Regions from separate parts of the Mus musculus genome. Here all the other regions are linked to region 4. Evidence: chromatin contacts called from public HiCAR-type, HiChIP or PLAC-seq and promoter capture Hi-C data. All regions are on one chromosome and are shown on one strand. Each heading gives the region's core, a stretch centred on a gene start, on an enhancer-like site or on the middle of the called end of the contact. The rest is flanking DNA. Distances are from core to core; before and after follow the strand shown.

Evidence for each region. Promoter capture Hi-C pulls out the DNA fragments that hold promoters and counts their contacts. HiCAR-type assays count read pairs that join an accessible place to other places. HiChIP or PLAC-seq counts read pairs in DNA pulled down with a chosen protein or histone mark.
Region 1: a HiCAR-type map of astrocytes shows a contact between it and region 4, with 2.8 times the contacts expected there. The contact joins the promoter of Ywhag here to the promoter of Bcl7b in region 4. A contact is called at or near these places in 1 of 39 promoter capture datasets (liver) and 1 of 115 datasets of contacts at active chromatin or transcription factors (astrocytes).
Region 2: an HNF4G HiChIP or PLAC-seq map of pancreatic cancer cells shows a contact between it and region 4. The contact joins the promoter of Gtf2i here to the promoter of Bcl7b in region 4. A contact is called at or near these places in 1 of 115 datasets of contacts at active chromatin or transcription factors (pancreatic cancer cells) and 1 of 9 other capture datasets (pancreatic islet).
Region 3: a promoter capture Hi-C map of neural stem cells shows a contact between it and region 4. The contact joins the promoter of Eif4h here to the promoter of Bcl7b in region 4. A contact is called at or near these places in 3 of 39 promoter capture datasets (cranial neural crest, liver and neural stem cells) and 1 of 115 datasets of contacts at active chromatin or transcription factors (pancreatic cancer cells).

The regions. Positions count from the first base shown.
Region 1 is chr5:135,931,821-135,937,137 of GRCm38.p6, reverse strand. It overlaps Ywhag (tyrosine 3-monooxygenase/tryptophan 5-monooxygenase activation protein, gamma polypeptide), which reads left to right and starts at 2,497. Exons shown (of 2, transcript NM_018871.3): 1 at 2,497-2,815. The coding sequence starts at 2,729. It overlaps Gm40346 (a long non-coding RNA gene), which reads left to right and starts at 2,822. Exons shown (of 2, transcript XR_868594.2): 1 at 2,822-4,621.
Region 2 is chr5:134,311,597-134,316,824 of GRCm38.p6, reverse strand. It overlaps Gtf2i (general transcription factor II I), which reads left to right and starts at 2,065. Exons shown (of 34, transcript NM_010365.4): 1 at 2,065-2,442.
Region 3 is chr5:134,637,820-134,643,163 of GRCm38.p6, reverse strand. Eif4h (eukaryotic translation initiation factor 4H) reads left to right here and starts at 3,755. Exons shown (of 7, transcript NM_033561.2): 1 at 3,755-3,923. The coding sequence starts at 3,865.
Region 4 is chr5:135,166,426-135,172,088 of GRCm38.p6, reverse strand. Bcl7b (B cell CLL/lymphoma 7B) reads right to left here and starts at 3,717. Exons shown (of 6, transcript NM_009745.2): 1 at 3,491-3,717; 2 at 927-1,002. The coding sequence starts at 3,582.

The sequences.
Region 1 (5,317 bases), core at 1,248-3,747, 770 kb before region 4:
CACCACCCACCTGAAAATACTTTGTGTGGTGCTAGAGGTTGATTTTTTTCTTTCCTTTCCCTTCCCTTCTCCCTCTTGCTCTGGTCCTTACTCGCTCTGGGCCCAGAGGTTGAATTTTTTTTTTTTTTTTTCATAGACAGGGTTTCTCTGTATAGCCCTGGCTGTTCTGGAACTCACTCTGTAGATCAGGCTGGCCTCGAACTCAGCCTGCCTCTGCCTCCCGAGTTCTGGGATTAAAGGTATGCGCCACCACCTGGCAGGGTTGATTTTTTAAAAACTTTTGTTTGTTTTGGTTTGTTTTGTTTTTTTGTTTTTTCGAGACAGGGTTTCTCTGTGTAGCCCTGGCTGTCCTGGAATTTGCTTTGTAGGCCAAGCTGGCCGTGAACTCATAGATCTGCCTACCTCTGCTTCCTTTGTGATGGAATTAAAGGCTTGTGTCACACACCTGGCTTCAAGATTTATTTTTATTTATGTGTTTGTTACATTTGTGTGCCCAATGAGGCTGGAAAAGGCTATCAGATTCTCCAGAGCTAGAATCACAGGCAGTTATAAGCCAGTAGACTGGGTGCTAGGGACCGAACTTGGGGCTCTCTGGGGGATCAGCCAGCAAGATTAACCACGGAGCCACTTCTTGAGCCTTTCATCTTTTCCCATTCATTCATTCATTCATTCATCTTTGAGATGCTGTCTGGGCTGGAATTACCAGCAATCTGGCTGCCTCTGCCTTCCTGATGCTGGGATTAAAGACCAATCCTGATTGTTGAGTGTAAAACAAATTAATAAAAAAGAAAGGAAAGGATATGAGTGGTCCTAAGGTACGGCTAAGGAGAGAGTTTATTACAGGTAAAAAAGGGGCAAGGTGGCAGCGCATGCCTTTAATCCCAGCACTTGGGAGGCAGAGGCAGGCAGATTTCTGGGTTCGAGGCCAACCTGGTCTACAGAGTGAGTTCCAGGACAGCCATGGCTACACAGAGAAACCCTGTCTCGGGGAAAAAAAAAAAAGATATAAAAGAGGCATAGCCAGACGCAGACACATCTGGAAGAGTCCAGAGTGGTCATGACCCTGAACCATGAAGAAAGGGGAACCAGCCAGGAAGCCAAAGGTACAAAAGGAGCAAAACAAGGGGTGGGTAAACAAAAAGTCTGGATTATATAGGGAAGAGCCCCTGGGCAAAGGGCAGCCCCTCCCCCTGTGCCCCAGCTGGCCTGGAGAACCTGGAGGCCAGGTTCACTTTGGTATGTTAAAAGTTAGTCAGCTGCTTGTTGTGGGTTCAAACAGTTGTCTCCTTTTTTTTTTTTTTTTTTTTTTTTTGAGCCGAGTGCTTTGTCTGCTTTGTGTATTGTTGTGTGCTAATGTACAAAGTCATTGGAACTGGGCCGGTGCTCAACGTGTTGAATGGATGAAGCAAAACTCTACAGTCAAGGCCATTGTGTTGGTGCATGCCTATAATTCCAGAACTTCGTCTAGAGTCACCTTAAGAAGTGTAAGACCCTACTTCAAACCAAACAACTCATAAAAACACAATGAAAATAAAATACGCAGTCAAAACTATAGCGGGTGTGCGTTCAGGCAGGCGTTGGTCCAGTTCACTGGAGAGGAAGAAGGGAGTCCCCCAGGGTCAGTCTGCAGGCAGCTACACCATTTAGGGAAAATAGGCAATATACCGGGCGGATATGTGTCATTCTATGATTTCATCCAGTTAAGTCCGATGTTAAAGTGCATCACTGGAGACTGCAACCATGGTGGGTGTGTGTTAGACAGTTGTCCAAGGGTTGCATCATTCACGCGGCCATCTCTAGGACAGGTTCACCTTTTCCATCTTTTCCATGGTGGTGGTTGGGCAGTTTGGATTTACGGTGTCTGTACTTCTTCTGCCTACTTTATATTCGTGTTTTTCCCCTACCCCTCCACCATGACCAGTTACTTCAGTTTCAGAGAGTCCAGATCTAAGGCCTTGACCTTTTCTTTCCTTCCAACTGCCCAGAGGCTATGGGGCGAGGCCGTGAATCAGCACTCGCTTAGGCTAGTGTAGACTGCTTCCCCGCCAGGGGTCCCCAGCGGCTGCGGGTTAGACCCTGCCCCCCATCCGGTCCGCCTCTGCCTGCGCGCAATGCCCACTGGGAGATGTAGTCTCCACCACCCCTTTGTCCTTGGTCTGCTCTGTAATTCAGCTTGCTGCAGGTCAAACTACAATTCCCAGGAGGTCACGCGCCAGAAGCTATGCAAAAAAAAAAAAAAAAAAAAAAAAAAGGGGGGGGGAGAGGCCCCCAGGGGGCAAGGAGAGGTGGGTTTGATGAAGCTGAGGATTTACGGTAAAGTGAAGAAAGGGGCACATTAGGGAGCAGTGTAGTACTGGGGATACACTGAGAAAATCGCAAAGAGCCACCGCGAATGTTCCAGTAGAAGAGAAGCCCAGTAAATGCAGGACCGGGCGGGACCGGGCGGGGCGCGCGCATGCGCGAGTAGGCGGTGACTTTTACGTCACCCGTGTGGGCGGGACCGCAGGGGGTTGTCCGCCCGCGGCACGCATTGGAGCCGCAGCCTCCTTGCGCCGGGTCCCGCGGTCGCAGCTCGTGCCGCCTCCTTCTCCTCCTCGTCTCAGTAGCTTGCTTCGTGGGTCGGTCCCTCCGACACACGAGCTCCAAGCCGCTCCTCTCTTTTCCTGAAGCCCTTCAAGGCGGTCTTCGGTTTCCTTCTTTCCAGCCGATCCTCTTCAGCCCTGTGAAGATGGTGGACCGCGAGCAACTGGTGCAGAAAGCCCGGCTGGCCGAGCAGGCGGAGCGCTACGACGATATGGCCGCGGCCATGAAGAACGTGAGTGTCTCCTCCCCTCCCCCCTGCCTCGCCCCAGCCTCTCCCGACACCGCGTTCCTCGGCGTGGAAGGCATGCTCCAGGGGCATGTTGTCTTGTCACGACTATAGGGTCACCTCTCCATCTCACTCCTTGGAGGGGTTGGGGACGGGGGCTCATGCACCCGAGTGGTGACGCGGCCTCTTTCCCAGCCTCTCCGAGTTCGGGGCTGGGGCGGGGTCTTGCGTGGCTGGTTTCTGCTGTGGGGTGGGGGTCTCTCTGTGACCCTGAATGTCCAGAGACCTGAGTTGGGGGCCGTGCGCATCCTTTGTGCCCCACTTCCCCTCCTCCCAGTTTAGGCGTGGGGGCGGGGGGACCGCATGGATGCGGTTCCTCTTTCTCTCCCTGGTGTCTGGGCGGCGCCTTCCCCATTCACTCAGCAGGTCTCCCAGTTTGCCGCCTCCCCACTCCATCACCCCCCCCCCCAATCTTTCCCACTGACACATCCTTTAAAGACGTTTCGGGAAGAAAAAAAATGTAGGACCCCCTCTCCTAAAAGAAAAAAGAAAAAAAAACCCAGCCTCAATGATGTAAAATCGAAACCACCTTTCTCACGTTTTTTTTTTTGTTTTTTTTTTTTTTAACAAAAGGCTTCCTTTTAACCATTCCCCAAAGCAAGTCTGTTAGGAAGGGAGGGATATGTGTGTTGCTGGCATTCCCATTCATGGCCCTCTATATAGCATCTTCATTTTTCATTTTATTTATTTTCCATTTCAAAGGGTTAACTATAATGCCTTTGAATGTTAACTGACTGAGATATGCAGTTTCTCTTTTAATTGCAGGCACGAGTCTGCAGAAATTCGTTTGAGTGTAAAAAAATATTCTGTCTGATCTGATACTGCAAACAAAGCGGTGGTGGGAGGCAGTATCAAGTCATTCCAGAAGATTCTGCATTTGTCATATTGCAGAGAGCCTAGACTGGGTGGAGGCTGGGAGGATTTATTTTAAAGGGGAAAAAGTCTTTTTAAAAGAATTTTTTTTTTTTTTGTTAAATGTATCCGAGGCTTTTTTTCTTCTGACCTAATGTATCCTCGTTCTGACGAGAAGGGAATACTGTCGCATTTTTGTCTGAGATGCAAAATCCTAACTAGTTGCACCATTTTGTCAGTTACTCTCAATTTATTAATGAATTGGGGACCAGTTTGCCAGCGGGGGTGGGGGGGAGGTGCTCAATATTCCAAAATTCAGTAGAAAAATTACTATTACAGTTTTCAAAAATTAATAATTGGGTTTTCCACTCTGTTAATATCTAACTTCCTATCTTATGTAACAAAGGTTGTTAAATACATCTCTGGTGTAAAGTGGGTGCTGGAGTGCCCCCTCCCTGTTAAACCTTACAAATGAAACCCGGAGAGAGAGAGAGAGAGAGACTATTTAATTTTAAATGATTTTTTTTCTTTGTTTTTTCAAAAGGCCAGGTGCTTATCCTTTCCTAATTAAATAAGCTACAGATGTTTTTTGTTTTACAAAAAATAATTGGTTTTAAAACCAGAAATACTATTGTATTAGTGTGTTGTTACAGTTGCCTTTTTTAAATAACAGTTAAACCATTAAAGGATACAAACTGGACTCTCAGTAGGTCACTAATGCTGGAAATGTCTTCAGTTTGTGATATCTAGACTCTAATTTTCCCCTATTTCTAGTTCCACAGGAGAGCGAGTGACCTCGCACCTATATCCATAGCAACCCAGTGATGTCACACACAATGACACAGAGGCTGCAATGCACCTAAGGGCTGGTAGGGAGTTTTCAGATGGCATTTGTCCAAGGTAATGCAGAAATGAGCTGATAAGCCAGGTGGCATTGAACACTTCATCTTCTACCAGATGGGCCTTGGTCCCCAAAATGAAAATTTTATTTTCTTTTAGAAATGGGCAATGACATCTAGGCAAGCCCATTCACCTTAACACTCCCAGTAACAAAAGTTGATAGGATACTTTCAAGTTTTTAAGCATTCATCTCTCTTATTTTAAAAACCAACAATGAGGAAATGAATGGATTTGTAAGTAAAAATGTCTCTGTGGTCAGAGTGAAGAGGTAGGGTGTGCATTTAGGGTTTTCATAAAAACCTTAAAGTATGCTGGCTTCCTGCTGGCCATCTGCAGTAGCTGTTAGGGAATAAGAACCCCATACAGTATTTTCCAGAGGGGAAGACTGTTTTATTGGCAGTACTTTGGAAGGAAGAACCATTTGTAAAATAAAGATTTTTAAAAAAAAGTTTCCTTAAACCTCTTTTCTGTGGTTTTGAGGAAATCATCTCACCATGAAATTTCACACAAGACTTAACTGAAACACGGTTGGTTCCTAAACTTGGCAGCTCATCCAACTGCCTGTGTGCGAGTCCTGAGTTCAGGTCACAGCACCAGAAAAAAATGGAACCGCCCTCATTCGACAACTTGGCATGAGGAAGGAGACTTCATTTCACCACCCCAGTTGAGCTCTCCTGTAAGCTGAACCTGGAGTGA
Region 2 (5,228 bases), core at 816-3,315, 850 kb after region 4:
GATGTTATGATATATTGTTACGAATGGTTTATCAATATTATTGCTACTGTTACTGAATACAAGGTCGCATGGATCCCTGTTTGACTTCAGAGTCTCTGTATAGCAGGGGACAAAGTTGAACTTGTCTTTCTGCCTCCATCTCCCATGGGCTGGGATTACAGATATGTGGTACCCTTTATGTTTCCTGTAGTACATAAACCACGTATGTATGTATGTACGTTACCCTTTATGTTTCATGTAGTGTATGTATGTATGTATGTAGTGCTGAAGGTAGGGGCCTGTGCATGTTGGCAAGCACACTACCAGCTAAGCTACATCCTGGCCCCAGAATATTGTTTTAGTATCACTGTGTTATTTTTAATCTTTTGTATGTAATTAAAACAAAAACCTTTGTAATGTTTTCTTTCTTTGTTGTTTTGAGAAACATGGTCTTATCTCCTAGCCCTGGCTGACATGAATTCCCTACTTGGACAGTCTCTTCTCCAGCTCATATCCTCCCAAGTGTTGGAATGTCAGGTGTGCATCCCAGGACCTTGCAGAACTTTCATCCTAAGCATATGTAGGGAAAAAAGTTTGGAGTGATTTAATTTCAGGCATGCATCTTAGAACGTAGCCCCTGCTGCAAAGGAGTAGGACTCCTGTTTCGGTCTTATGGAATCTGGTTAAATATTCCAAAGAGCAGTGAAATCCGGGGGCAAAGAGCAAGTTGTTCTTTTGACAACTTAATGAATAGCCCTGGACAGAGTCGACAGAGTTGAGTCACAATCGGATTAGGAAAGGAAACGAAGGGTGTAAATATTGTTAGGGAAAATCGTAATAAAAACCAAAAAACGTAGGCGGCTTCTCTAATCAGACTGCTTCCCAGGAATCCTTAAAGACTCCGTGGAGTGCAAAGAAATCCAACATGGAGATTGTAGATGAGGCTTTGTGGGTGCGGTTTCATACAAGAAAGTCGACCAGAGAACGCCAATCCTTGAACCCGAATTCAAAGGCAGGGTTTTGGAACTACATCAAAAGAGTGGCTTGCACGGAAAGTTTTCCAGCAAGCGACAAAGAGGCTGGGAGGCTGGAAAAAGCCTTGTGGCCGCCACCTACCGAGAAGCAACGGGTGGGGGAGGGCGCCCGAATATTCGGCGGACATAAGCGGTGGGAAGGAAAAAAAAGAAAAAAGAAAAAGGAAAAAACAAACGAACAAACACCACAAATTCACCCAATTCTGTCCTTTGCATTAACAGCTAAGTTCTTCAGACTCGGGCTTTTTTAACTTTTGCATTTAACTTAGATGAACAGTTAGTTGATACTCTTCGAAAGTCATTGATCTTATGAAGTAGTTGAGAAAAATAAATATAATGGCCGGAGGAGGGTCTTAAGTTTACTTTCTTTGTAGCTGTGGGGACGATCAGGATTTCTTCAATTCTCCTTCTAAATGTGGAGCTGTGTAAAGACTCGAAGAGAGAAGAAATGGAAATCACGAGTTCCTCACCCCCTCCCATCCGTTGCCTGTCCCAAGTTTGGGCAAGTCCACTCTGGTTGCTTCTAAAGCCAGCTTTGAAAACATTGAGTTCTTTGTGTCCCGGAGCTGGGGGGACCTCCCTCTGCAAATCAGGCGACAGGCCAGCCCCGGGGCTCCCCTGGCCTTTGCAATGTCCCTAACTTTGCAATTTGCAAAGGGATGTTGGTAGCAAAGAGTTATTTAAGTGGAAGTTGTGGCCTGCTGGAGAAGGAAGGGGGGGGACACTAAGTTCTAGGTCTCACCCCACTCCCCTCCCCCATCCGGGCGGCCGCGCAGGCCCCAGGTGCAGCCATGTTCTCGCTCCCACCACCCGCGCGCTTCCATTGACAGTCCAAGCCGGAGAGGGCCGGGCGCCGCGGCGCTTCGCCTCGGCCTAGAGGGGGGCGGTGGGGAGAGAATCAGGGTTCATGCCGCAAGGCTGTCTGGGAGTTATAGTTCGGGGTACCCACCCGTTGCGTAGGTGAGCGCGGGTTCAGAACTACAACTCCCGGTGGGCGGTGCTGCTTGTGCGCACGCGCAGCGGCACCTTCGAGGAACAAAAAAAAAAAAAAAAAAAAAAAAAGGCAAAAAAAAAAAAAGGGGGAAAAAAAAGGAGGAGGAGGAGGGTGAGAGATAAGCTGGGAGAGCAGAGAAAAGGGGGCACCGGCGGCCCCCCCGCTTCCCTGCACGCGCTTGCCGCCCGCCTGCCGCGGTTATCCCTGGGCTTCGTCCCTGTTCCCCCCCCCCCCCCCCGGCGTCTGGCGACCCAGCGTGGAGCGAGGCCCCGCCGGGGGCGGCCATGCGGCGGTGACAGGAGCACGGCCGAGACGCACGGGCCCCCCTCGCCCTCTCACCTCCACCCCGTTCGCCAGCTCGCCGAGGCCCCTCCGGCCTACACTCGCTTGCTGTCCGCATCCCCCCCTCCCCGACCCTCCCCGGCTGCTCTTCGGGTGAGTCCCTGTCGCCTCAGATCGTCCCCTTTCCCTCGAGTGTCCCCTCCGTCGTCCCCCTCTGCCTCGGGGTGCCATGGCGAACAGGGGCGTCTTTATTCGACACTCTGCCCCCGTCGGGAGTGTGTGCACCGACTCGGGCGTGAGAGTTGGGGTCGCTTGGCGCGCTGCGAGTGGCAAGGGGACAACTTCGGGGTGAGGAAGCGGACGCGCTGTGACCCCCCCCAAAGTCCACTCTACTTGGGGGCCTTGGCAGCGGACGCGACGCGGCTTTTTTGGGGGGATGGGGCGGCTGGTGGTGGGGGGAGACGACAGTTGCACGCGCACACCCGTGGTGCGTGGGGGAGGACTCGCGGCGTTCCGCGCCTGCGTACATTGTATCCAGACGCGTGGACGGTGGTCGGGGGACTGGGTTGGGGGTGTTTGAGAGGGATGGTCTCGCGCGAGCAGCCCCCCGCGCGTGAACGAGCGGACGAGTTAGCGTACCCCGGCGGGGCCGCGCAGCCCTGCTCCTTCGCTCCTGATTGGCTGGGAGGGCTCGCTCGGGGACGCGCGCGCGGGCGCGCGGGGTGCCACGGCCCCTCCTGAGCCCCGTGGGGTCGCGCTCGGGTTCGCTGTGTGAGCGTTTGTGTGTGTGTGTATATGTTTGTATGTGTGTGTGTGTGTGTCGGGTTCGCTATGAGAGCGTGTGTGTGTGTGTGTGTCCGTGTGTCCAGGGCTTGCGGAGCTTAGGGCAGCAGGCTGCGTGCGATTGGCCGGCGGGCACCGTGGGGGCGGGGCGTCGGTGCCTGGTAACTGCGGTGGGGGCCCCCGGCAGGGGGGCGGGAGCCACCAGGCTTGGAAGCCAGTGCCCGCCCTGGCTGTCCGGTGCTCCGCCCTGCTCCCAGGTGGAGCCCAGCCGTGGGCTTTGTCCGGAGCTGGTCGCTTGCAGGTCCCTCGGGGCCAGGACTTTTTTTGGGGGTGGGGGCGTTAGGGAGGAGGAGATGGAAATAAACACAATGACCGGAAGGAAGACTTTAGCCTTGAGGCTATGAAAATAATCAGTCTGGCTTGGGCAAGCACTCAGCCTTCGGGGTTAAGAGAAGGAACGGGGGAAAAAGTTTACTCCTGCACTTCTATTTTTTTTTCTCAATTTTGCCCTTTTTTTTTTTTTTTTTTTTTTTTGAGGTGCGGGAAATCTCAGTATGGCTGCTCTGGAACTCTTAGGTAGAGCAGGCTGATCTGGAATACAGAGATCCGCCTGCTTCTGCCTCGCCAGCGTTGGGGTTAAAGACCAAGTGCAACCAAGTCTCGCCCAAGTTTTGCTTAATTTAAAAAAAAAAAAAAGTAAAACTTTAAGTAGGATGTTTTGTATCTCAGGCTGGCCTGGAACTCGCTTTGTAGTGGAGGCTTCCCTGGAGCTTCTGATCTCTCCTGTATTCATCTGCTAAGTGCTGGGATCGCAGGTCTGGCTCCGAAATTCTTGGGCCTCTTACATTCCTTTCCTGCCGCCCACCTCGCAGCTCCCTTTAGCACACCCCCTCCTTGCCTTATGGCTTTGTGCTCCTTGGCTGCTGAGAGTGCAGATCTGAGATGGTGCTGGTGGAGTGCCCGCCGATTTGGGGAACAGGGGATGAGGTGCAAGGCCGGCTATCTTTTCCGGCTGCTGTGCTGGCCCAGCCTGCCTGGTTTCCTGGGCAAAGTTAGTTTGTAAATAAGGGGGTGCAGTGTAAATAAGGTGCAGGTACAGTACCCATAAACATCTGGCTTGGGATTTGGGGTGGTTGGTATTTCCTATAGCAGGCTTTTCTTTCTTTTTCTTTTTCTTTTCTTTTCTTTTTTTTTTTTTTTTTTTGAGAGTTGCCTCGGGCTTCTTTGTTGCTTGCTCCCTGGGAATCTTGCCTCACACCCTGGAGGCACAAAAAACTTTCTGTCCGCAGTCATTTCCGTAAGGCCTTTCTTTTATGTTGGGGGGGGGGGTCACCAGTTGTTTTTGGTTACCCACCCCCTTCTGAATTGCTTGTTAGCCTTGGGTCATCCTTAGGCAAGGGGTTGCTAAAATCCATGCCTACCATTATGGGAGTAACCCAGGACCTAGTGCTTGTTAGGTAAGTAGTGTACCGAACAAAGCTCCCAGTTCCCTGAGGATTCTAGGTTGGCACTTTCACCCTTCAGTCAGCTTTCACCCTTCACCTCCCCGCCCCATTACTATTTGAAATAGTTTCACTAAGTTGCACAGGTTGGCTTTGAACCCCGTCTGTAGCCCAGGTCCTCTTTGAATTTGGTAATTCCCCTGTCTCTCAATTGCTTGTACAGCTGGGATGGATGGTGAACCTCTGGGGAGGGAGGGAGGTTCTGCCTTTGTTCCTTTCTATTTAGGTGGTAAACTCTGGTTTGGTCCTGTTCAGGTCTGCAGGCCCTCTGCCAGGTGTCTGCAATATAGTGCGGTGGCCGCTGGGTTTGGTTGTGTGTGTGTGTGTTTTTTTTTTTTTTTGGTTTTTCGAGACAGGGTTTCTCTGTGTAGCCCTTGGCTGACCTGGAACTCACTCTGTAGACCAGGCTGGCCTCGAACTCAGAAATCTGCCTTCTTCTGCTTCCCAAGTGCTGGAATTAAAGGCGTGCGCCCCCACGTCCGGCGGCAGCTGGGTTTGAATTCTTTCATCGGCAGATGTGCTCCTTAAACACATCAGGAAACTCCATTTGTGGACCAGACCAGCTCTGTAGTAGTCAGGTACGCACTGTCTGTGGCAGGGGCCTCAAGACTTCATCTGGGAGCCACTGGTTCTCCATCCCAGCTCTGCTTCTGT
Region 3 (5,344 bases), core at 2,506-5,005, 530 kb after region 4:
CTCTCACACACACACACACACACACACACACACGTACCAGTAAATTTTTTTTTTTTTTTTTGGTTTTTCAAGACAGGGTTTCTCTGTGTAGTCCTGGCTGTCCTGGAACTCACTTTGGTAGACCAGGCTGGCTTCGAACTCAGAAATTCACCTGCCTCTGCCTCCCGAGTGCTGGGATTAAAGGCATGCACCACCATGCCCGGCTTAGTAAATTTTTAAAAATAATAAATATTATTATATATGTATAAATAAATAATAAAAATTACAGTGGTAGCGTATGCTGTTAATCCCAGCATTTAGAAGGCAGAGGCAGGCAGATCTCTGAGTTCGAGGCCGACCTGGTCTACAGGGTGAGTTCCAGATCAGCCAGGGCTACACAGAACCCTGTGTCAAAACAAAAGAAAATAAACAACAAGAAAATCAAGGACCAGTAAGATGGCTTCAGTAAGTAAAGGCATTTGTCACCAGGCCTGACCTAAGTTCAGTCCCCAGGGCCCACACCGTAAGAAGTTCTGAAAACTGTCCTCTAACCATATGTGCACTTTGGCATGAGCACCACTCCCCTCACACACAATAAATGGATAAATGTAATACATACAATAATAGATAAATAGCCAAATGTGGTGGTTCATGCGTGTGGTTCCAGCACTCAGGAGATGGAAGGAGGAGGATCAGAATTTCAAGGTCAGCCCAGCAAGGGTGGTGCTACACGCCTTTAACCCCAGCACTCTGCAGGCAGAGGCAAATGGGTCTCTGAGTTCGAGGCTAGCCTGGTCTACAGAGTGAGTTCCAGATCAGCCAAGGCTACACAGAGAAAGCTTGTCTTGAAAAATAAAACAAGAGTCTGGAGAGATGGCTCAGTGGTTAAGAGCACTGACTGCCCTTTCAAAGGTCCTGAGTTCAAATTCCAGCAACCACATGGTGACTCATAACCACCAGTAATGAGATCTGACGCCCTCTTCTGGTGTGTCTGAAGTCAGCAACAGTGTACTTATTTATAATAATAAATAAATCTTTAGGCTGGAGCTAGCAGGGACTGAGTGAGCGAGGTTGACTGGAACGAGCAAGTGGGGCCGACGGGAGCGAGCAGAGGTCCTAAAAATTCAATTCTCAATAACTACATGAAGGCTCGCAACCATCTGTACAGCTACAGTGTACTCGTATAAATAAATAAATATTTTTTAAAAAGAAAAAGAAAACAAACAAACAAAAACTCAAAAAAAAATCAAAGTCTTCAGCTACATAGAAAGTTCTAGACCAGCCTAGGCTTTAGCCCTAGGTAAAAAAACCAAGCAAGTAATAACAAAACAGCAGAAAAGGTAATAATCATAGGCTAAAGATGTACCTCAGAGATAGAATGTTCCCCAAAGGCTAAGGTTCTTGGTTCAACATCCAATATTGATGGAGAGAGAAAAAATACTCCCATGGCAGGCAGGACGGCTCAGTGTACAAAGGGAAATGAGTCAGATCCTAAGGCTCCAAATGAAAAAAAGAGAAAAATCCACTCCTGCAGAGAAACACCTGCACTACCCTCCCTGCCCCATGTTCTAAGCAATTATAAGCAGAAAATTAAGTACACATGGCATTTATAATTATTACGTTATTTACCTCGGTTTGTTAAGACAGAGCCCTCCTCTGTAGCCCAGGCTGCCTAAAACTCAGTCTGTGGTCCAGGCTGGCCTCAAACCTAAACCAATTGCCCTTGGAGCCTCCTAATTGATAACCATAGGCCACCCTTCCCCAGGCCTCTGATTTCTACAGGGTTCTTTTAAATTGTAAATACTATACCTGGGCACATCCAAGAATGTTGTGGTCTCCATCAGAAGCCCCAGAAAGCTCTGGGGTCGTTCATTCTCACCAGGTGGCCATTCCTCGGTACTTCATGCAGTGCAGACCAGGCTTCTGGCTGGGCTTCTGGTGGTTATTATTGTTTGTTTTGGTTTTTGGTTTATTTTTCGAGACAGGATTTCTCTGTGTAGTCCTGGCTGTCCTGGAACTCACTCTGTAGACCAGGCTGGCCTCAAACTCAGAAATCCGCCGGCCTCTGCCTCCCAAGTGCTGGGATTAAAGGCATCCGCCACCATGCCTGGCCCAGCTGGTTATTTTATTTTGTATGTATGGGTATCTTCCCTGCATGTATGTCTGTGTACCTCACGTGTACCTGATACTCTCTGATCTTCTTGGAGGCTAAAAGAGGTTGTCAGATGCCCCTGAAGCTGAGTTACAATTTTGAGTTGCTATGTGGTTGCTAGAGATAGAAATGAAGCCCCTGGAACATTAGACAATGAGTGTCCTTAGCCTCTCCTGCCCCTGGGGTTTGTTCTGTAGTTTTGTTTTGTTTTTTTTAAAACATTGTGTCTTTGTGTGTCAGGGGTACAAAAAAGTGCTGTAAAATTCAGAGGTTCTCCTTCTTCTTGGTTTTTCAAGGCAGGGTTTTTCTGTGTATCCCTGGCTGTCCTCGAACTCACTCTGTAGAGCAGGATGGCCTCAAATTCATAGATCCGCCTGCTTCTGCCTCCAGAATGAGGGGAGTAAAGGCCTTTGCTACCACTTCCTAATTTAGGAGTCACTTCTTAGGAGCTGTCCATCTTGGTTGAATTTTTTTTTTTTTTTTTTTTTTTTTTTTTTTGAGACAGGGTCTATGTACCTGGTCCTCCCGCTAGATGTGTGTGTGTGTGTGTGTGTGTGTGTGTGTGTGAGAGAGAGAGAGAGAGAGAGAGAGAGAGAGAGAGAGAGAAAGAGAGAGAGAGACTCATCTTCTACCATGTGGGTCCTGGGGATCAAACTCAGGTCAAGCTTGGTAACAAACATCCTCACTCACTGAGCCCACCTGCCCACCCTTAAAATTTCTTTTTCAGAGCAGACTCCTGCAAAAATAAAACATATCTAATCTCTTATCAGTTCAACTACAAACAGCCTCATCTTCACCACCCCTCCCCAATACCCAGACAGAGAATACAATTTGTTTTGTCTTTATAAGATTTATTTTGTTTTTTATTTATTTTATTTTATTTTGGAGACCAGTCTCAGTCTTCCTAGAGTAGGGATTACAGATATTTACCACCACGTCGTTTGTAGCAGGTCTCAAAAACAAAGATATTTCACTTCGTCTTGTTCACACACACACACACACACACACCATTCTCACTTACAAGCCTTCTGCCCTTGGTCATCTAGGGACCTCTACCTAGAACAGGTTGTCTTCCTTTTAGCTTTACCCAGGGACCATTTGTCCTGAAGAATTGTGCCCAAGTGGGACCAAGTGGGGCAGACCTAGGGCACTTTAATAAATCTAACGTGATACCAGAGATCCCAACATAGTGGCACACTGTCACCCCAGCCCTTGAGAAAGGGAGAGAGCAAAAAACAAAAAAACAAACCCAAAAAAACAAAAAACAAAACTAGGGGTTCAAGGTCATCCTCAGCTACAGCGCCCCAGCTCCAGGCCAGCCTGGGCTCCACAAAACCCAAACTGAATCTAGTGACAATGAGAAAGCAGCGTGCAGGGTGACAGACAACGCCCGAGGGGTAGGTGACCACGGGGCAGGGCGGGGCAAGGACAGTAAGAGGCAACCACGCGTGAAAGCAGCAAGCTAGCACACAATGGGCCTGGGAGGGCAGAGCGTGCGCGCGGCGCCCCGGGGGCCGGCCGCCGCACCACGTGGGCCGCAGAGCGCGCCGGGGCCAGCAGCGGGCCCCGTCGGCCCAAGGCCGGGCGCGGCGGCGCGCGCATGCGTGCGTGCGACTTGCGATCAGGCAGCGCGGCGGACAGCCCCGGTAGCGGGGCGGGCGGGGGGAGGAGGAGTTATATTGCGGGGTCCTTCCTCGCTGGCCCGCTGGTTCCTCAAGGAGCGGAGACGGCAAATGGCGGACTTCGATACCTACGACGATCGGGCCTACAGCAGCTTCGGCGGCGGTAGAGGGTGAGGCGAGCGGGGCGCGGTCAGGCGGGCCAGCGGCTCGGCCGGGGGGAGTGCCGAAAGGTTCGAAGGGGGAGGCGGCCTTGCCGCGCTCACTCGAGACGGGCGGCGGGAAGCGGCCTGAGCAGGCCCGAGGCGAGGCCTGGAAATGGCGCGCTCCGGGAGCGGCTGGCGACGGTTAGGCTGCGGGTCTCTCGCTTGCTCGCGGCGCACATCCTGCCCTCGGCTCCGCGCCGGCCCCGGACCCGGCACCCTGCGGGGCCTCGGTCGGAAAGTTAGATCACAGCGACACCGGAGGGTTTCCCGGGGATACCAGTGCCCGCCCGCCGCGTCCAGCTTTCTCCCCAGCGCGCTCCGGGCTGGGATGCAGCGCGGAAGCGGGCGGCGGCGGCGGAAGCGGCCTGCCCCTCTCCAGGGTCCCCGCTGCCTGGCGGAGCCCCTGGGTCGCTTCTGCGAGAGGCCCGCCGGCAGCGAGAGGGGCGATTTCCCTTCCGATTCGAGTCTGGATGCTGGGACCGTCGGATCCAGCGAGGGAGACAGGGAGCGGGGACCTGAACCAAAACAAATCCACCGTAGTGGGGAGTGTGCGTGGCTCTTTCTCTCTGCCTCCCTGGCGTTTCGAATGCCTTATTGACAGATACTACGTGTCTGCTGGCGGAGATTGTTGATTTCTTCCCAGTTTCTTCCCTGACCTGGGGAATCGCTTTCGCTTCGTTCTGATTCCGGTCAGATAAAGACAACATACTTTAAAACCAGTCCTCCTCCCACCTCCCTAAATCCTTTACTGATGAATAGATAGCTCCTGGTGCATAATTCCAAAAAACGGGCGCCCGGATAGTTTGTGCCCTTTTAAATAACACGTTACCAGCTGGGGTTGTGGCTCAGTCACAGAGCGATTGTCTAGCATATCTTGGATTCAGTCTCCTGCCAAACAATAGAAATAAACAAGCATCAGCCACTTGCTTTTTTTTCTTTTTTTTTTTTAAGCTTATAGGAGTTTTATGGGACAATTTAATCGTCTTGTTTATTTGTCAAGGACACACTTGGCTTTTATCCTTTTTTACAGCAAAGGTGACTTGCCCGGAGAATATCACAATAGTTGTACTGAGGTGTTGGGTTTCCTAGGTGGCTGCCCCCAAAGTGTCTTTTGTTAGGTGAAGAATGATCACCTTTAAATACCTGGGTTTGAGAGTGAGTCACAGTCTTGTTTGGTTGCAGTAGTGTACTGGGTACTCTTCATGCTTTCAGAAGGAGGAAGTTGGGGCTAAGGTGGAGCCACACGTATTTTATTTGCTAATAAAAATAAAAATAGGTGTTGGATGAAATGTTAGCATGAATACCCTTGGGGATGGCTTTCTAGGTATGGGATTTGTACTAACGTCCCATTGGGTTGTTTTTTTTGTTTTAAAGATAGAGTCTTGGTG
Region 4 (5,663 bases), core at 2,468-4,967:
CTGTCTGTAATTCGAGTTCCACGAGAACAGATATGTATTTTTGGCCTCTGCAGGCAAAACACACATGAACATAAGATAAAAATACATAATATTTTTAAACTGTGGAGGAGCTGGAGAGATGGTTCTGCAGCTAAGGAGTGTCTGCTGCTCTTTCAGAGGATCTGGATTTGATTTCCAGTACCTCGATGGTGACTCAGCCATCCAGGACTCCAGTTCTGAGGGATCTGAAGCCCTCTTCTGACCTTCCTGGGCACCAGGCATGAATATGGTACACTTGTATATATGCAGGCAGACAGCCATAAGGAAAAGAAAAAAACAAATGCAGGAAAAATACAGGTGTTGGTTTCCGACTCCCAGACACTGGACTGAGGTGAACATTTTACTCAAAGCAGGGCTCTCCCAGGATTCCTCAGTCCCTACCTGGCAAACCCAGCCCCCAACCCTGAGCTTTCCAGCCCAGGGACTGGGCTGCCCTTCCCCAAGAGGGTCTTTCCTACATAATCCAGACTTTTTTCTCATTCTCTTTTTCTCTTTCCCTCCCCCACCCCCAGCCCCAAGCCTGCTCTTTCTCTCTTTCTCCCACCCTTCTCTCTCCCCATGGTGACTTCCTTGGCCTCTGTCCTTGGGGCCAATGGACTCCCCTGAGAGCAGCTTCCCCATAAACCTGCCAATTTATAATCTAATCTGGTTTGAACTGGCTCACATCACCATGAAATGACCTAGCAACAGGAACAGGGCTGAAGCTACCATCTAACTAAAGAGAATAAAGGAGTAAATAATAAAAGCAGAGTCTTACACAGACTCTACCTGGAGAGCCTGAGGTCTTTTCAGAGAAATAAATTCCTTTATAATTAAAGGAGGCAAGAAACAGAAACTAAGAACTTAACTGTCCCCCATCCACCCCCGCCGCCGCCGCCACCACTTACCTCCTTGCTATCTGTCACAGGCACCCATTTGAATATCCTCAGGGAGGTATCACCCACAGTCACCCATTTCTTCTCCCTAGAAGGTGAGCATTAATTAATAAAGCACACTTCTTGTGTTTATTAACGATGTTTTCTGGGTCTCAGCAGATTGCTCCTCTGATCTGTAATGTTTTCTAGACTTCTCTATCAAATTATCCTGAAGGTTTGGACACGAGGAAATCAGCAGCTGGAGATGAAAGCCAGGGGTGGGGAGTGCGGTGGCTTTCACGGGTATGCTTGTAATCTTAGCACTAGGAGGCTGAGGCAGGAGGACTGCCACAAATTGAGGGTGGAGGAGGACATGAAAGGCACTGAGTGCGGCTCAGTCTTAACAGGCTTATCAGCATGCACAGGTCCTGACTTTGATCGCCAGCAGACGAAGTCAATGAGGATGGTTGAGATCATTTCTAAGTCTCTCTAGGCTGCTCTGTTCATCTTCCATTTAAGGAAGCACAATCACAAGAAAGGAACAGGCAGCATTTGCATGCTGGGTAACTGAGATTACTCATGGAGAAAAACTACAGCTTTGTAGCCTGTGACTCTTTGGCCAGGAACTACAACAGTGGGAGGAGGCACTGGTCTAGCCTGGCCAAGGGTATGGGCTCCATCCCCACCATACAAACAAAACTGACCCCTCCCCTCCATGTCTTCCTGAGGTAGAAATGGCAGATTTAACACCCTATTAGTAAAGCAAGAAAAGTTTGTGTGGCTTTTACTCAAGATCACCATGAGATAAACTCTGAAGGCCTCAAATATTTCTAAATCCAAATGAACCAGGTGTGCCCTCACCTCATTCAGCATTTCCTCCTGTGTGTGTGTGTGTGTGTGTTTGTGTGTGTGGGGGTGCTGGGAGGGGGACAGGGATGGAATTCAGGGCCTTGGCCATGCTAGGCAAGTACTTTACCTCCAAGCAACATCCCTACTCGCTCAAAATGCTTGTTTTGTCTTTTTTGTTCCTTGGTAGGGACTCTTAAATTGCTTAGATTGGCCTTAAACTTGTGGTCCCCCTGTCTCAGCTTCCTGAGTAGTTGAGCTCACAGGTCTAAGGCATTTGGCCCATTTCACTATGATGATTAGGACTCAAGTCCCCAGCTCTTCCTTGAGTAGCTAGGGGACTATAGGTGTGTTTTGCTGCAGTGTTAGTAGTTTTGAGTTAAAAAGTCAAACATGGGGCTGGGGTAGATATATATAGTTCAGTGCTAGAGAAATTATCACGAGTGAGCAAGGTGGTGGGCACTACCCTCAGAATTAGGGGATGGGAGTTGGTTCAAATATGCGGAATGTCTTGCAGTTCAACCTAATATAATTAAGGAAAATTCTGTGAAGGTGACCTTCGCTAGAATTTCAAAATGTGTCTCTGAGGAACCTACATTGAAATTTCTTTTGAGCATTTTATTATTTTTATGTGTGTGGGTGCTTTACATGCGTGTGTGTCTGCGCATTACACACGTGCTGTGCCCACAGATGCCAGAGGACATGGTATCCCATGGGACTGGAGAAGAGCTGTTAGGGGCCATGTGGTGGAAGAGCAGCCAGGTGCTTTTGACCATTGAGCCATTTTTCTAGCCTACATACTTTTCCTTACCAATAAAAAACAAAAGGGGGTAGAGACTTGAGAATTACATAGGAACAGAGGAATGCCATAAGATGCAGACATTTTCCAACACTTGGGAAACACAGACAGGTGGGTCTTTGAGAGTTCAAGGCCACCCTGGCCTACAAAGAGAGTTCCAGGACAGCCAAAGGATTGGGGACACTGATTCAAAAACAAACAAACCACTCTCGCGGCCTCTTAGCTACTGGGTAAACTGAGGCAGAAGAATCACTGCCAGCCTAAAGCCAGCCTGCGGTCCTCAGGGAGCTCCGGTCAAAAAACAGTAAGGAAATTACAAATCGTTAAGTGAAGTGAATGGCTCAGAGGCTTGGTTCAGAACAATTTAAAGCAATAAAATCCTGACCTAAATTGTTCGCTAATTGTTCTGGGTTTGCAATAAACATTTGCAGGGTCAGGGTACCTTGGTCGCCAAGAGCAAACCTATGGCGAGTGGGCTGGCTAAGGATCCAAGATATCAGGAATTTCTGTTCCAAAAGTGCCATGTTTACAAACTTCCGCTTAATTTCGACCACTTATATCGTATAATAGTCGGCAACAACGGACATCACCGGACACTTGTGCTGCGCAGGAGCGGAAACCGAACCCGGAGCCGCCAAGCAGCATTTCCGCGAGGTCTCCACCGGAAGTGCAACTGTGCAGCGCCAGGCCCCGCCCCAGGCAGAGCGGCCGGAAGCGGCTAATGACAGCTATGGGAGGGGCCATGAGCCGACCGTCTTTCTGATTGGCTACAGGGAACGCGGACTCTGAATTCACGCCGATACCGGCGCGCCCTCCTTTCGCTTTTTGGCTCCGGCCCCCTCCCCCCAGGGCCGGCCTCTTGGTTCCCATCCTGCCTGTTCCTGTATGGCGAGCCTCCGCGCCGGCTTTCCCGCAACCCCACGTCAGCAACCCCTCCGCTCCCGCCCCTCACCATTTCCGCACTTTCTCGATGGCCGCCATCACCTTCTTGATGTCATCTTTAGCCCGGCTACGGGTCTCGGCCCGGACCGAACGGCCGGACATGGCGGCGGCGGGGAGTGGCTGGGGGCCGGGACAGTGCTCCCAAGACGCGGGATATCACGCGCCTCACGCGTCGCCGTCCACCCGCTGCCACCGCAGCACGTCACCGCGGCCGTCGCCCCCCCTCCGTGCGCGCGTGCGCGAGGGAGCGCGCGCACCCGCCCGCCCCTTGGGCCCTCAAGGCCTCAGCGCGCTTGCGCACCCGCCCGGGGGCGTCCCTGCTGTGCGCCTCCAGAGACCCTTTGCCCTCTTGCTGCCAGGCTGAGCCCATCGTCGTCCGCACGTGGTGTGGGCCAGGCGAGGCTGCGAGGGTGGTGGTGGGATGAGGTTTCCAAGTCACCACTTTCCCTACCTGCTGCTTCAATGCATGCCCGGGAATTTTCAATACTGTAGACCAGGCCAACCTCGAATTCACAACCACCTGATTCTGCCTCTCCGGTGCTCTGTGCCATGGCATTTGACCGGAAAATTTTATTTCATTTTGCTTTTCCGAGACAGGGTTTCCTTCTCTGTGTAGCCCTGGCTGTCCTGCAACTCACTCTATAGACCAGGCTGGCCTTGAACTCAGAGATCTACCAGCCTCTGCCTCCCAAGTGCTGGGGTCAAAGGGGTTGGAATTTTCTTTTTTTCTTTTCTTTTTCTTTCTTTCTTTCTTTTTTTTTTTTTTCTTTACATGTATATGGCACAGAGGACAATTTGTAGAAGTTGGTTTTCACTAGTGAGTTTTAGGCTGTTATCAAGTCCTTTAATCCCCCATGACCCCTGACCCTTCAAGGAATTATTTATGCGCTGCATGTTCACCTAAAAGGAGATCTGTGTCATCATTGTCTAAATAGCTGTGTTCCGGAGTCATTATCACACCTTCCTTCATTTTGACTTCTGGTCTTCGAATTCTCAGCTACCCACCTGGAAATTTCTTCTGATTGAATCAACTACTTTTCCAACATCCAGGTCACACTGCGGCTCTTCCTGAGTATTTTGCACCTGGCTCATACTTTTAGCATTCCACTTCACTGTCAGGGAATTCAGTTCTGGATAAAACATTGCCTGTGTTCTGTGCATTGGACCAAGTACTGAGGACATAAATATTTCTCTTTTGAAAGAACTTCTGGACCAGGGACTGTGATGAACACATTTATCCCAGCACTCTGGCGGAAGAGGCAGGTGGATTTCTGAGTTCAAGGCCAGCCTGGTCTACAGAGTGAATTCCAGGACAACCAGGGATATGCAGAGGTTTTCTCTGGGGGGTTGAGGAAGGACAAAAAGAGAAAAGAAAGAGGGGAGTGAAAAGCAGTGATAACAGACCCAATAGAAGGAGGAGGTGACCCACAGCTGACGTTGCATGCCCAGAGGGACTTGTTTGAATCAACTTTGAGGTTTACTTGCAGTTCCAGGAAAACCAAGAGTTCAAGGTCATCCTTGACTGCGTTTAAAGTTTGAGGCCAGTTTAAGGCTGCATGAGACCCCGTCAAAGAAGAGGGAGAGGAGTGTGTCTCCCAGTGACTGTGTAACTTATCCTGAACTTGGCGAAGCTTCTGATTCATGACTCTCAGCCTTCCAGCTGAACATGTTTGCTGGGAAAGGATTCCTAAACAGCTTCTGCAGGGGGCGGGGGGGAAGGGCCCAGGTAACAAATGCAGGGAAATGATTACTGTTGAAATAACTGGATCAAACTCAAATGACCTAATACAAGTGAACCCAGGGCTTACCTAAACATGTCCTACATCAAAGGACACAATGAAGAAGATGTTCTCACTGCTACGGAGATGAAAATAAAGAACAAGAAAAGAATGCAAGGCAGGCCAACAGTGTGCTAAGCTTCACTGCTTATGTTCATGGACACCCGCTCCCCGAACCAGCACAAATACAAGGCCACCCCTTGACAGCTATGTTTAATTTCTCTCACCACCTAAATCCAAGCCATTGCCAGCAAGAACTCCCTCTGCTGTTCATGTTTCTCTACCACCTTCTTTAAATTTAATTTAAAAGAAAAAAATTTTTGAGGTAATGTCTTCCCATGTAGCCTGGAACCAAACCTGCCCAACCTGGGTTAAATAGCAAGACCCTTTCTCAAACAGGTAGGA